2 separate regions of the Callithrix jacchus genome follow, and region 2 is linked to region 1. A link is a contact called in public Hi-C data. All regions are on one chromosome and are shown on one strand. The core of a region is the stretch at or near the end of the contact, and the rest is flanking DNA. Distances in the headings are between cores, read along the strand shown.

Region 1 (6,237 bases), core at 763-3,262:
GGACCTTCGCCCAGCTTCTGCAAAGTCTCCCACTCTCTAGGCCTGGAGAACTTTGCACTGGCAGCCCCCTTCCTTCTTCCTACCCAGTGATTCCTCTTTGCCCTTCCAGTCTTGGCTCCAGCACCCTCTCTTCCTGATGCTTATGCCTTTTTTTGGGGGGGGGGATGGAGTTTCGCTCTTGTTACCCAGACTGGAGTGCAATGGTGTGATCTTGGCTCATCGCAACCTCCGCCTCCTGAGTTCAGGCAATTCTCCTGCCTCAGCCTCCTGAGTAGCTGGGATTACAAGTACATGCCACCACACCTGGCTAAGTTTTGTATTTTAAGTAGAGACAGGGTTTCTTCGCGTTGGCCAGGCTGGTCTCAAACTCTTGACTTCAAGTGATCTAACCGCCTTGGCCCTTCAAAGTGCTGGGATTACAGGTGTGAGCCATCATGCCCAGCATGGCACAATATCAATTCATATATTCTTCATAACGACTTTAGAAAGGCAAAGTACTCTTATTAGCACCATTTTACAGATGAAGAAACTGAGTCCAGAAGAGGTTAAGCAATGTACCCAAGTTAATGGGCTAACGAGGGGCAAAACAGAATGAAACCTGGGTAGAATGAGCCCAGAGCCCATGCCTGTCCACATTCCTCCCTCTCTTCTTGAGCTAGGGGCCATGTCTGTGCTCAGGACATTGCCTGTCCTGGCCACACACTTCAGTGATCATTTCTTATATGCCAGGCACTGTTGCCTGCTTTCATAAATATTACCTGATAGAATTCTCACAGCCAGCCCAGGGAGTTAATATCAACCAGCCCATTTAGCAGATGAGAACCCCAAGGTGGGACACACTGCCAGTAAATGGTAGAACCAGCTTTGGGTCATGCTGGCTGGGCCTGCCTCAGACCTTCTCAGTTCTTTCCCATTGCCTTAGGGAGGTTTTTTTTTTTTTTTTTTTTTTCTGTATTAGGCTCCCCGGCTTCCCTTACCCTTCCTCCAAGAAAAAGAAAGACGGGGAGAGAACTGGAAAGAGAGACCAGGAAGGGGACCGGGACTGGAGGGCGAGACAGGGATGGAGAGACTCACAAAGATCCCCTGCACGTGCTTTCTATCAGAGCACGGACAGTGGTTCCATGCGCCCAGCAGATGGCAGGATGTAGCCAAAGATTCCCCGCAGTCCGGAGAGCTGGGCCCGCAGGATTGCAAGGCAGGGGGATCCTGCCTGTCCCTCAGGGAGCGTACTGGGAACCCGCGCTCGCCCTACAAGCCTCGGGGCGCATCTGCCGCACCCTGTACTAGGCACCCGCAACCGTGGCACGTATCTCCCGCCGCGGGAGCCCAGAGACCCAGATGCCAGCCTTGCCCCTACATCGGACGCCGATGCTGCCCAATTTTGGGGGAATCCCGAGACTCATGCTCAGCCATTCCCTGGGAGAATGATTTGGGGCAAACGACGGCTCTCTTGGGCCTCAGTTTCTCCATGTACAATGAAGGGGTCAGATTAGTTCCAGTGGGTCTAGATACTTTCATTCATGAAACACTGGGAGGAACCTTAAGAGGAGCCGTGTCGGCTGGAGAGCCAGAAGACACTGCACTGCCCGTCCCAACACTAATGCGCAAATACAGCCCAGCGGAGAGCCCTGGGACCCCCTTCGCAGCCAGGGCCGACTAACCACAGACCTAAGAGCCTCTTTCCCTCTGGACCTCCGTCTATGCGCTTCTCAATAGGAACGACGCTTTCTTATAGCTGGGTTGTTGGGAGCGGATGTAGGATGGCGCTAACAAAGCGCGTTGCCGGGGCCTGGCCAGGGTGGGTGCTGACCAACCATTACTGCCTGGAGGGACCCAACTGCGACCGAGGGAGGAGGCCAAGCAGGGATTCAGACTCCTCGGGCCGATCCGGGTCTCAGCCCCCTCTGCCCCGCCGCCGCCCCCCGCGCGCGGCCTCCGCGCGTCCCCTCCTCCCCGCTCCCGCCCCGCCTCCCGCGCCGCCTCGCGTCTCCCGCCCGCCTGCTGTAGCCGGCGAGGAGCGCGGCACGTTGGCCCCGGCGCTAGGAGCTCCCGGGTTCGCTGGCGGGCGCCGGCGTGAGGACCTGCGAGCGCAGCCCGGGGCGGGGCAGGGCAGAGGGCTGGGCTGGGGCGAGGTCCCTGCGAGCGCAGTCTGAGGGGCGCCAGGGAGGAGGGAGCCGCCGTCCCGCCCCTGCGCGGCGCTCGGCCCCCTGGAGCTCCGCGCGCGGCTACAACCTGAGCTGGGCGCGCTCCCCGCATCCGGCATCCCGCATCCTGCATCTCGCATCCTGCATCCCGCGTCCCCGCGGACGGGCATGTAGCAGCGGCAGCAGCGGCGGAATATGGGCGGGAACCACTCCCACAAGCCCCCCGTGTTTGACGAGAATGAGGAAGGTAAGAGGGCGTGGGGCGCCACTTCCCGCCACGCGCCGCCCCGCTCGGACAGGGGCTGGGCCTCCCCTGCCTCCGTCACCCTCGGCCGAGTCCTGCTGGGCGCCGCGTGCTGCCCGGCGCGGGGACCCAGGCTCGGCCACTTCGCCCAGCTCCGGCAGAGTGTGCCCGGCTCCGTGCCAGGCGCGGCAATTCTGCCCAGGGAACTCCTCGGCACCCAGTGCCCTGTAGGGGTCGGGACGGTGCCCAGTGCGGGGCTGGGGAGGCGGCTTCAGAGAGGCGAACCTGAAACCTGCACTTGGGGTTGTGGAAGGGAGGAGTTGACTTCGGAGGCCGGTCAGGAGGTTTCTAGGCTTGGGCTACCCAGGAAGCTGAGGTTTCTTTGAGAGCCTGAGGCTGACGGAGGTGGCCTGGGTGGGCGGATTGTACCGTGTGCGTGTGTGTGTGTCCCCGCGCGCTCGTGTGCGTGTGTGTGCCCACGAAGCATTTGGTCTCGTGTAAGGGCCTGTTGGATGCAGCTGTCCTCAATCACCCAGGACAGCCCAGGGAAACTTTTCTTTGCTAAACTCTGTGGCCCCGAGGAAGGCGTCCTGATTTCTTTCCGCAGCCTCCCCGGTGCAGCAGTGGTGCAGGCTGTCCAACCGCATCTAAACTTCCTGGCTGGGTCCTTGCGGTTCAGGTCAATAGAGCTCAGTATTTGGACTAGCAGAACCCTCTTCCCAGTGTGGCGTGTCTCTGGAAAACTTACTTCGCCTCTCTGAAACATCAGTCTCTTTACCTATGGAATGAGAGTTATGATATCAGTTGCTACTTTATAGGGCTGTTTGAAGCTTAACTATTAGTAATGCACGTGAAAAGTGCCTTATAAATGCAAGCAGTACTGAGCTGTGCGTTTATTATCTGTGAAGAGCCCTCTGCTTCTCAAAGCTGGTTTCCTGTTGTGCTGACTCGCAGTCTCCACTGTGCCCCAGATAAGAGCTGAGACTTAGTGAGCACTTACTATGTTCCAGGCATGCTAACACATAGTGTTCACTCAATCCTTTTCATGCCTCTTGAGGTGACTGCCTTAGAAAGGGGGCTGTCCTCTTTTTCAACATGTTGAAACCCCATCTCTACTAAATATGCACAAAATTAGCCAGGCATGGTGGCAGGTGCCTGTAATCCCAGCTACTTAGGAGGCTAAGACAGGAGAATCACTTGAACCTGGGAGGCAGAGGTTGTGGTGAGCCGAGATCGCGCCACTGCACTCCAGCCTGGGCGACAGAGCGAGACTGAGTCTCAAAAACAGTACATAAACTGTCCTGATCATAGCTGGTAAGTAGAGCTGGCCTTGAGGCAGGACGATCTGCTTTGAAAGCTGTGCCTGTCACCATTGCCCAGGGCATTGGCTCATGCGCATAGATCACGGATGGCTTCTAGAACTCCCAAAACGGTGAGTGCTACTCAGATGCCCACCTGGACAGCCCTTCCCAAAAAGACAGATGAACACAGTCAAGGTTAAGTGAGCACCTGCTCTGTAAGGCCCATGCGATCCTTGCTTAAAGGAGTCCTTAGTCTAATAGCCCTGAATGACCATCCATGGTGATAAGGGCTTTGAGAAACCAGTGCAGGGTCGTGGGGGCACAGACAGGCCCCGGCTTTTTCTGGTCTTTAGTCTGGAGCCTGTGCGGGTAAGGAGCCAGCTGTGGACAGAGGAGAGGTAGGCACGGAGGTAATGCAGGCTCCTGTGTGTCCCAGGAAGAGTTTGAACACCATGCAGCATCACCCTCGATAGCAGGGGTTTGTGATTCTAGGGTCAAAGGTCATGCTTTTGGTAATTTTCCTGGCATCTTTCTCTTTTATTTACAGAGGACATTTGCCACCCTTATATTGAGAACTGTCTCTGTCCCTTATCCCCAGCTTGAAAATATTCATTGGCAAACTAGTTATCTCTGGTGTAGCCAACCTTTTGATTTTCTTGTTCCTGTTCCTCATTCTACAAGCAGATTGGGCCTAAGGTTATTTGCCTGTTAAATACAAGGTTAGGAGGTGGGGCATGGTGGCTCATGCCCGTGATCCCAGCACTTTTGAGGCAGGCGGATCACATAAGGTCAGGAGTTCGAGGCCAGCCTCACCAACATGGTGAAACGCTGTCTCTACTAAAAATACAAAAATTAGCTGGGCATGGTGGTGGGCACCTGTAATCACAGTTACTAGGGAGGCTGGGGCAGGAGAATCACTTAAACCCAAAAGATGGATGTTTCAGTGAGACGGGATTGCACCATTGCACTCCAGCCTGGGCACCAAGAGTGAAACTTGTCTCAAATAAATAAATAAACAAACAAACAAAAGAAATACCGGGTTAGGGCTCTTCTCATTTTGCTAGCTTCCAGTCCCGTGAAACATTAACTTGTTTGATTTTTGCCAGTATGTTTCTCACACATTTCCTAGTACAGGGAAAGCAGTGTTACTTGCCACCAACCAACTCGTTTATTTCATAGACATTTACTGATCATGTCAGTCCCTGTGCAGGGCACCGGGACTGAAGAGGATGAAGGCAAAATACTAACAATTAAGGAGCTCCCTCCCAGAGCAAGTAAACCACCAGGACAACATAGGGTGTGTAAGTGCCCTGGCGTGGGTGAGCTCAGGTGACTCTGATACCCAGGAGGAGGGTCCCTAACTTAGAGTGGGGAGGAGGGATCTGAAAAGGTCTCCTCCCTCTTTTAGACTGGAATCTTGCAGAAACGGCAGGAGTTACCCGGGGGAAGAAGTGGGTGATTGGGGGGTGGGCGGGGAAGGATGTTTCAGAGAAAGGGAAGAATATGTGCAAAGGCAGATAGTAAAGAGTAAGCCAGGCTCATGTCGGGCGGGGGGGATTGAGGGGGTTTAGTAGTCCTGCATTGTGGAGTGTGAAGCTGGAAGGCACAAAAGATGAACGCTGAATACCTGGCTGGCCTCAAAGGGCCAGTGGCCATGGTGACTTGATTTTGGAGTCACTGAAGGGTTTTAAGCAGGGAGTGACATGGTCCAGTGAACAAGCAAGCTCTCCCAAACCATGGTCATTGTGTGGTTGAAGGCTGAAGATGCAAACACCTGCCAGACCAGAAGAAGTCTGATTTTTAAGTACTTTGATGCTAAACCACAGCTAAAAACTTGCCATTGTGTAATTGTGACAGGACCGTCATCCACATTCTTATGACAAGAGTTTAACTCATTGTGTGCAAGTGGTCATAGCTGGTCATGCTCCCGTGACACGTCGTAAGCAGAGAAAGGATCATGGCACAGATTCATTGGCAGCGTTTCTTTTTTCTAAGTGGTGCAGAAAATCATGGTGGCTTTACTGTGGATGGCATCTAAGATTTGGTATGTTAGCTGAACCTCCTCCAGTTGCAAATGATGGAAAAGCAACATTAAGTGCTTTTTTTAAAAAAAAAAACAAAAACAAAGGGTCTCACTCTGTCGCCCAGGCTGGAGGGCAGTAGTGGGATCTTAGCTCACTGCAGCCTCGACTTCCCAGGCTCAAGGGATCCTTCCATTTTGGCCTCCCAAGTAGCTGGGACAATAGGCTTGTACCACCATGCTTGGCTAATTTGTAATTTTTTTTTTTTTTTTTTTTGTAGAGTCAAGGTCTGACTCTGTGCCCGGGCTGACAAAGCGCTTTTAAGGGAATGTTTTGACTCCGGCCATTTCTTGCCTTCTCCGTCACCACCATTCTTGTCCAAGCCGTGGTCACAGCTGTTGCTTGGATTATTACAATCACCTCCCTAGGTCCTTAACTGGGCTGTCCTTATTCCCATAAGTGTCGCTCAATGCAGCGGCCATAGTGATCCCGTTAAAATATGCAACTGGCCAGATCAGTCCTCTGCT
Region 2 (5,640 bases), core at 829-3,328, 94 kb after region 1:
ATGCTTTCCCAAAAATATCTCCATCAATCCTCTGCTTAGATCTCAGTGATTAGATCTGGGTCACAAGGTCATTGCTGGCTGCACAGTGGCTGGAAAGGTGGAGAATACAATTGTCCAGATTAATTAGATTGGTAGTTCCCAAAGTGCAGTCCCATAACCATCAGCGCCACCTAGAAACTTCTTAGAATTGCAAATTTTTAATGCCTCCTTAGAAACTCAGGTGAACTCTGGAGGTGGTACCCACTGATCTATCTTAACAAGGTTCCAGGTGATTCTGAAAATGCCACTGGATTTGATCAATTATGACTTTTCTGGGGATGGGCAACTTATCATTCATTGCCTGGGGCTGGCCACAGTGATCCCTAAAGAGAGCTGGGGGTTTTTTTTATCAAGAAAGAAGGGAAAAGTTAGCCTGGCTGAGCAAATAGCACCCCCAATGTGTTGTTTCATTGTCTTCATGATGGCTGGCAAGGCAGGTGCCACTGTCCTTGTGCTTTTGGCAAGGACACTGACACTCCTTGTCTTTGCCGTTGCAGCAATGCTTTGCCCGTTTCTACCCCAGTGGTACACTTTCAGCAGTATTACCCTTTGCAACTCTCTCCGAGTCTGGTGGTGAGACACCACTTTTCAAGGATGTACCTCACCTCTAATCCAATCACTCTGCCAGCCCAAGCAGTTCTTGCAGCTTCTTCAGATGGAATGGGTTCAAGATCAGAAACCAAGGGTGCCCATCTGGTGTTCCCCAAACAGGGCAGTTTGCAAGGATGCAGGACTTCCCAGGCTAAAACCAGAAAGATCCCAAGGAAACCAGGACAAGATGGTCACCCAAAGTAACCACTCTTCAACCCTCTATCATCCCCCCTCCAACTCTTCCTACTCTGGGCAAACAGCCTCAGGCGACAGTGTGATTCTAGGACCCATTGTTGGCTTGGCATTTTCATTGACTGAAGCCATTTTAATCTGTTTATCAACCAAGTGTTAACTTTCAGCTTATTCCAAGTGTCTCCTTTTAGGTGCTATTACGTAGGTGTAAGTGTAGTAAACCCCAGAGAAATGCCAAATTCACAGGAACCACAGGCTGTGTGCTCACAGTCACCTAAATCCAATCTAGTCCAATAAGCAGACAAGCATTCATTAAGAGCCTTTTTGCCCCATACATTCTGTTAGTTTCCTCAAAGGAGCCCACAATTTTGTAGGGGATATGGATGAGTGGGAATATTTACGATGTGATAACACTAATTTTTAAGGTAATAATGGCTTTTGGCATTTGACCATTTGCTCAGTAATTAACACCTTCCTCCAGTTAGGAGACAAGATGGAGAGGAAGGCTGATGGAGAACCAAGTCTCATCTTTAGAGTGATAAAGCGAAGGACCGTAACTCAGGAAGGCAGGAATCATGCGCTCCTTAATGCTGAAGCCCAGAATTAGCTGGACTTTTCCACCTGACCAATGTCAAATCTGGACCCCATAGACGTCTCCACATGGCAGCTGGTCCTGAAAAGCTTCTGGCAAGAAGGAGCCGAAGAGAGGTCATTGCCAGAAGTCAGACAGACTCCACAGAGAGGGCACAGTGAACATCAATACGCCAGTCCCATTTCTTTTCCAGTTCACCGCTGGGATAACGTGTACCACCTTGGATGGAGCAAGAGGCCACCGATATGTAGGGCAATATCCCAACTGGTAGGAACCAGAAAAGAGGGAGGGGACTGCTCCTCACCCCCCAACACAAAGAGCCAGCACTTTCTGAAAGATTGTAGTGTGCCAGGCACAATTCTGAGCTCTTTATGGAAGGTAGGCTCCATTTTCCCTGTTCTACAAATGAGAATGTACCTCACCTCCAATCCAGCCACCTCAGAGGCTAAGGACACACTGACTGGGTGGACCTAAGCAGTCTGACTCAGGAGCAAGTTCCCCACAAACTGTTAGGTGTCTGCAGAAGGTTCAGCGTTACCTCTAAGGAAAGAAATGGTTAGTTGGGGGTTGGGGAAAAGCTTCACAAGAGAGCAAGTGTATGAGCTGCATGTCGAAGGCCAGTGAAAAGTCTTTCCCAAAATAAGGAGTGTTGGAGAAACGGTCTTGCAGGCAAGGGGAACAGCAGCACAAAGATATGGCAGCGTGTGGCAGCTGGTACCTTCAGGGAACCCGTGATGTTCATTGCTGATTTGAGGTCCTGACAGTGGTACCTGCCCTGTGGGGACCTCAGGAGCTTCTGGATGGGATATGTGCATTTCCCAGCATGCTTCTGGTTACATAACAAGCTGCAGTCCAAGCTCATTGCTTTTTTCCTCTTCTCTGACCTTTGGTGAGTGAGTAAGAGGTGAAAATACGGAATTTCTTTCTTGGCAAGTTATTCTGACAGGAAATAAATCTGAGTCAAAGAACCAAGGTTTTAGTAAGTTAACCATTAACCCTGTCTCTCTATTCTAAGCACGTTAGGCATGTGATCGCATGCAGGATTCTGACCTTGGCTTGGCAGGGGCACCGCTCAACATAATTATCCTCCATTGCCTAAGTTTAATATACAAGGAACTAATTGTATTCATTTACTTCCTCACATTCTTGCTTCCATTATGTGTGGTGAACTAATCAATTCGCTTCATTTTTTCCTAAATAACATGTCTTTTCTAGTTATTGGAAACTGGCTGTAATTCAGTCTAATTCAAAAATATTTACCGAACACTTATTATGTACCAGGAGTTGTGTTTGGCGCTATGAATACGGAGATTAGTTCAGTCAATCATTCATTCTGTTAATGAATATTTATTGAACACTAACTGTGTACTAAACACTGTGCTGAGTGCTAAGGGTACAACAGAAAATAAACATGGCCCCTGAAGTCAGGGAGCTTAGAGTGTAGTAGGGAAAAGTGAACTTAATGAAATATACAAAGGTAAAATTATACAAAGCCGTGTATTTTGGGGGAAAGTTCCACAGTGCTATGAGAGTGTTTCGTAGGGAGCCAGACTTAGTCTGGAGGGTGAGGGTAGGCTTCTGGGGATGCAGAGAGAATAAGGGTAGGGCCAGCAGGAGAGCACTAACGGCCTGGAAGTGGCTGCTCTCACGTCTGGTAGTAGGTGATGGGAATAAGCAGGGAGGGGAGGCAGGAGAAGCAGCTGGAACCCTGCATTCTTGGGGAAGGATTTGCTCTTTCCCCTGAGAGCAATGGAGCGGGCATCGGAGGGGAGGAAGCAAAGCACAAGCAAGATCACTCAGCTCCTCACACATTTCCCTGAGTGGAAGAGTTGGGTGAGGATGTTGGGATGCCACCATAGTGGTCCAGGAGACAGAAGATGGTGGGTTAGACCAGAGGAGTGGCCATAGGGGTGGGTGGGTGTGAGAGACAGTGCACAGATGACGTGGAGCTACCCAGTGAAAGATTGGATATGGGGGAGGGGGAGAAAGGAGTCAAGAACGAGTCCTGGGTTTTGTGTGGGTACGGTCGGTGAATGTGGAGACCACTCATCCTCATTCTGCTTTGGATCTGTGGAGTTCACAGTGGCTTTGGAACCTCCATGAGGACCCATGGGGCAGGCATTAACACCTACAGACAAAGCCAGAGACACACTGAAGATTCACTGCCAATTGGGTGGTCATTGCAGCCTTTGGAGCCCTTGACAAGAGAATGGTTATAGGACAAAGGCTTGACAGACTCCAGTATTTACCGCCTGGGAGGACAAGGCTGTGTGTGCAGAGGGAAGTGAAGTGTGGAAGGCAGCACTGAGAGAGCGGACAGGTCAAAGGAGGCGAGGATGCCATGGGATTTACCGGCAAGGCCGTACGTTGTTGGCCTGTCTTGGTGTAGGGAAGCAGGTAGAAGCCAGGCAGAGTGGGGTGGAGAGTGAAGCAGCAGGAATGCAGAGCCCCATCAGGAAGCATGGTGTGAAGGGAAGGCTTGAGATGGGCAATGTGTGTGATGGGGAGAAAATGGAATGTGCCGCAAGTTCCCTTGTGGATCCATTCAAGGATGGACAGCTGGTCTGGCAAGTATGGCACACGTGACCCAGGAGCCTTTGGAATAGGCGGGTGGGGAGCTAGGTAAGGATATTTAAGGGGCAATACAAGCTTTAGCAAATCTGACTCGTGTCCTTTGTTTTTTTTTTTCTTTTGCAGTCAACTTTGACCATTTTCAGATTCTGCGGGCCATTGGTAAAGGGAGTTTTGGAAAGGTAAGAATATGAATGCCTAGACCACTGGGCTTAAGTGTGTCTGTATATTTGTGTGTCTGTGTGTTAGTTGCTGGGCACTGGGGATATCCTGTTTGACAGTAAGATTTCGATTTGACAAATTTGGAATGCGAAAAGAAGTCTAAATAGTTTCCTTTGGGTCCGGTGTAATTTTACTCTGAAAAATTACATTACCACGACAGCCCTGGCTTAGGTGAATTACAGTGGCAATTATTTCAAGATTGCCACTGCCATTTGTTCCTTGAGAATCTAAGTCAGGAAAGTAGGGAAAAAAAACCCATAAACCTCACAAAGGCAGCTCTTTCTAGCAATGTAGACATTTATTGTTTTGGAAAGTTTGTGATCTTTGACTGTTTTTGGTGAAAGGGTGTAGAAGACTAGAAGATGGCAGGAGTTTTTAGAAAACCAAAATATTCCCCCAATCAAGCCCAGTCTGTTCTCACATACTCAGAAATTTTGAGGGTGCAATAATTGCTTTGAGAATCTACTGAATGCCAGATATTCTGTTACATTTTTTTCAGAACTATTGTTCTTTTTATTTTACAGATGGAAAAGCTTAGATGTAAAACTTAGTCTGTGCAGCTCAGAAAGATGGAGCAGGGGCCACATAGGCAGGAAGTGTCATAAGTGGGATTTGAACTGAAGGCTGACCAGGCACCTGCTATTTCAGCAACCCACACACTCTTGGTTAGACTATTTAAAACTCGCAGAGCTACACGAGACATGTGACCTAAGAAGCTGGATAGACCAAGACAACCTCCTTCCCTCCTTTGCTGCATTTACTAACCCAGTCCATGTGTACTAATTGAATGCAAACCCTGTTCTAGGCACTGCTTTAGACTCTGTCATTCCGGAGTAACCAAAACAGACCCAGATGTCTTTTCTGGTGGGGCTTACATTTAAAACACGAGAGAGATGAGAAACATAATTATACACCTTTATGGTACATTAGATAATGATAAGTGCATTAAAATACGGTAAGCTAAGGGGAACGTGGAGTTATGGGAGAGTGGCAGGGAGAAGCTGCTATTTTGTAGAGCTGAGCTATCAATAGGGTAGCCACTAACCACACGTGGATATTTAAATTTAAATTAATTAACATTAAGTAAAATGATAACAATTCAGTTCCACAGCACACTGGCTGCATTTCACATGTGGCCAGTGGCTACTGTATTGGAAGCTCAGGTTATAGAGCAGTTCCATGGCATAGATGGTTTTGCAGGACAGTGCTCTCATACAGGGTGTCAGGGACATCCTTGATGATAAGATGGCATGTGAGCAGAGACCTGAAGGAAGCGAAGGAGGAAGACAGGCAGGTTCCAGGAGGAGGGAACTTTCAGTGCAGATTTCACAGAAGGGAGTGTGCTCTGTGTCTTTGAGGGGCTTCCAGGCTATGGGAGTGGTGCAAGGTGAGGTCAGTCAAGTCGGCGAGGCCCGGATCGTGGAGGACTTCAT

The links. Hi-C and Micro-C count contacts between places; a contact is called where the count stands out from the background.
Region 2: a contact with region 1 is called in a Hi-C map of induced pluripotent stem cells, with 2.9 times the contacts expected there. The contact joins the enhancer-like site here to the promoter of STK32B in region 1. A contact is called at or near these places in 2 of 3 Hi-C or Micro-C datasets (induced pluripotent stem cells and skeletal muscle).

The regions. Positions count from the first base shown.
Region 1 is chr3:185,251,190-185,257,426 of calJac240_pri, forward strand. It overlaps STK32B (serine/threonine kinase 32B), which reads left to right and starts at 2,013. Exons shown (of 12, transcript XM_002746002.5): 1 at 2,013-2,391. The coding sequence starts at 2,340.
Region 2 is chr3:185,345,288-185,350,927 of calJac240_pri, forward strand. It overlaps STK32B (serine/threonine kinase 32B), which reads left to right. Exons shown (of 12, transcript XM_002746002.5): 2 at 4,112-4,167. Among named protein-coding and RNA genes, the nearest start is that of STK32B, 95 kb to the left of the region's middle. Within about 2 kb of position 2,079, at least 2 of the 16 cell types and tissues checked have an H3K27ac peak or open chromatin away from gene starts, as enhancers often do.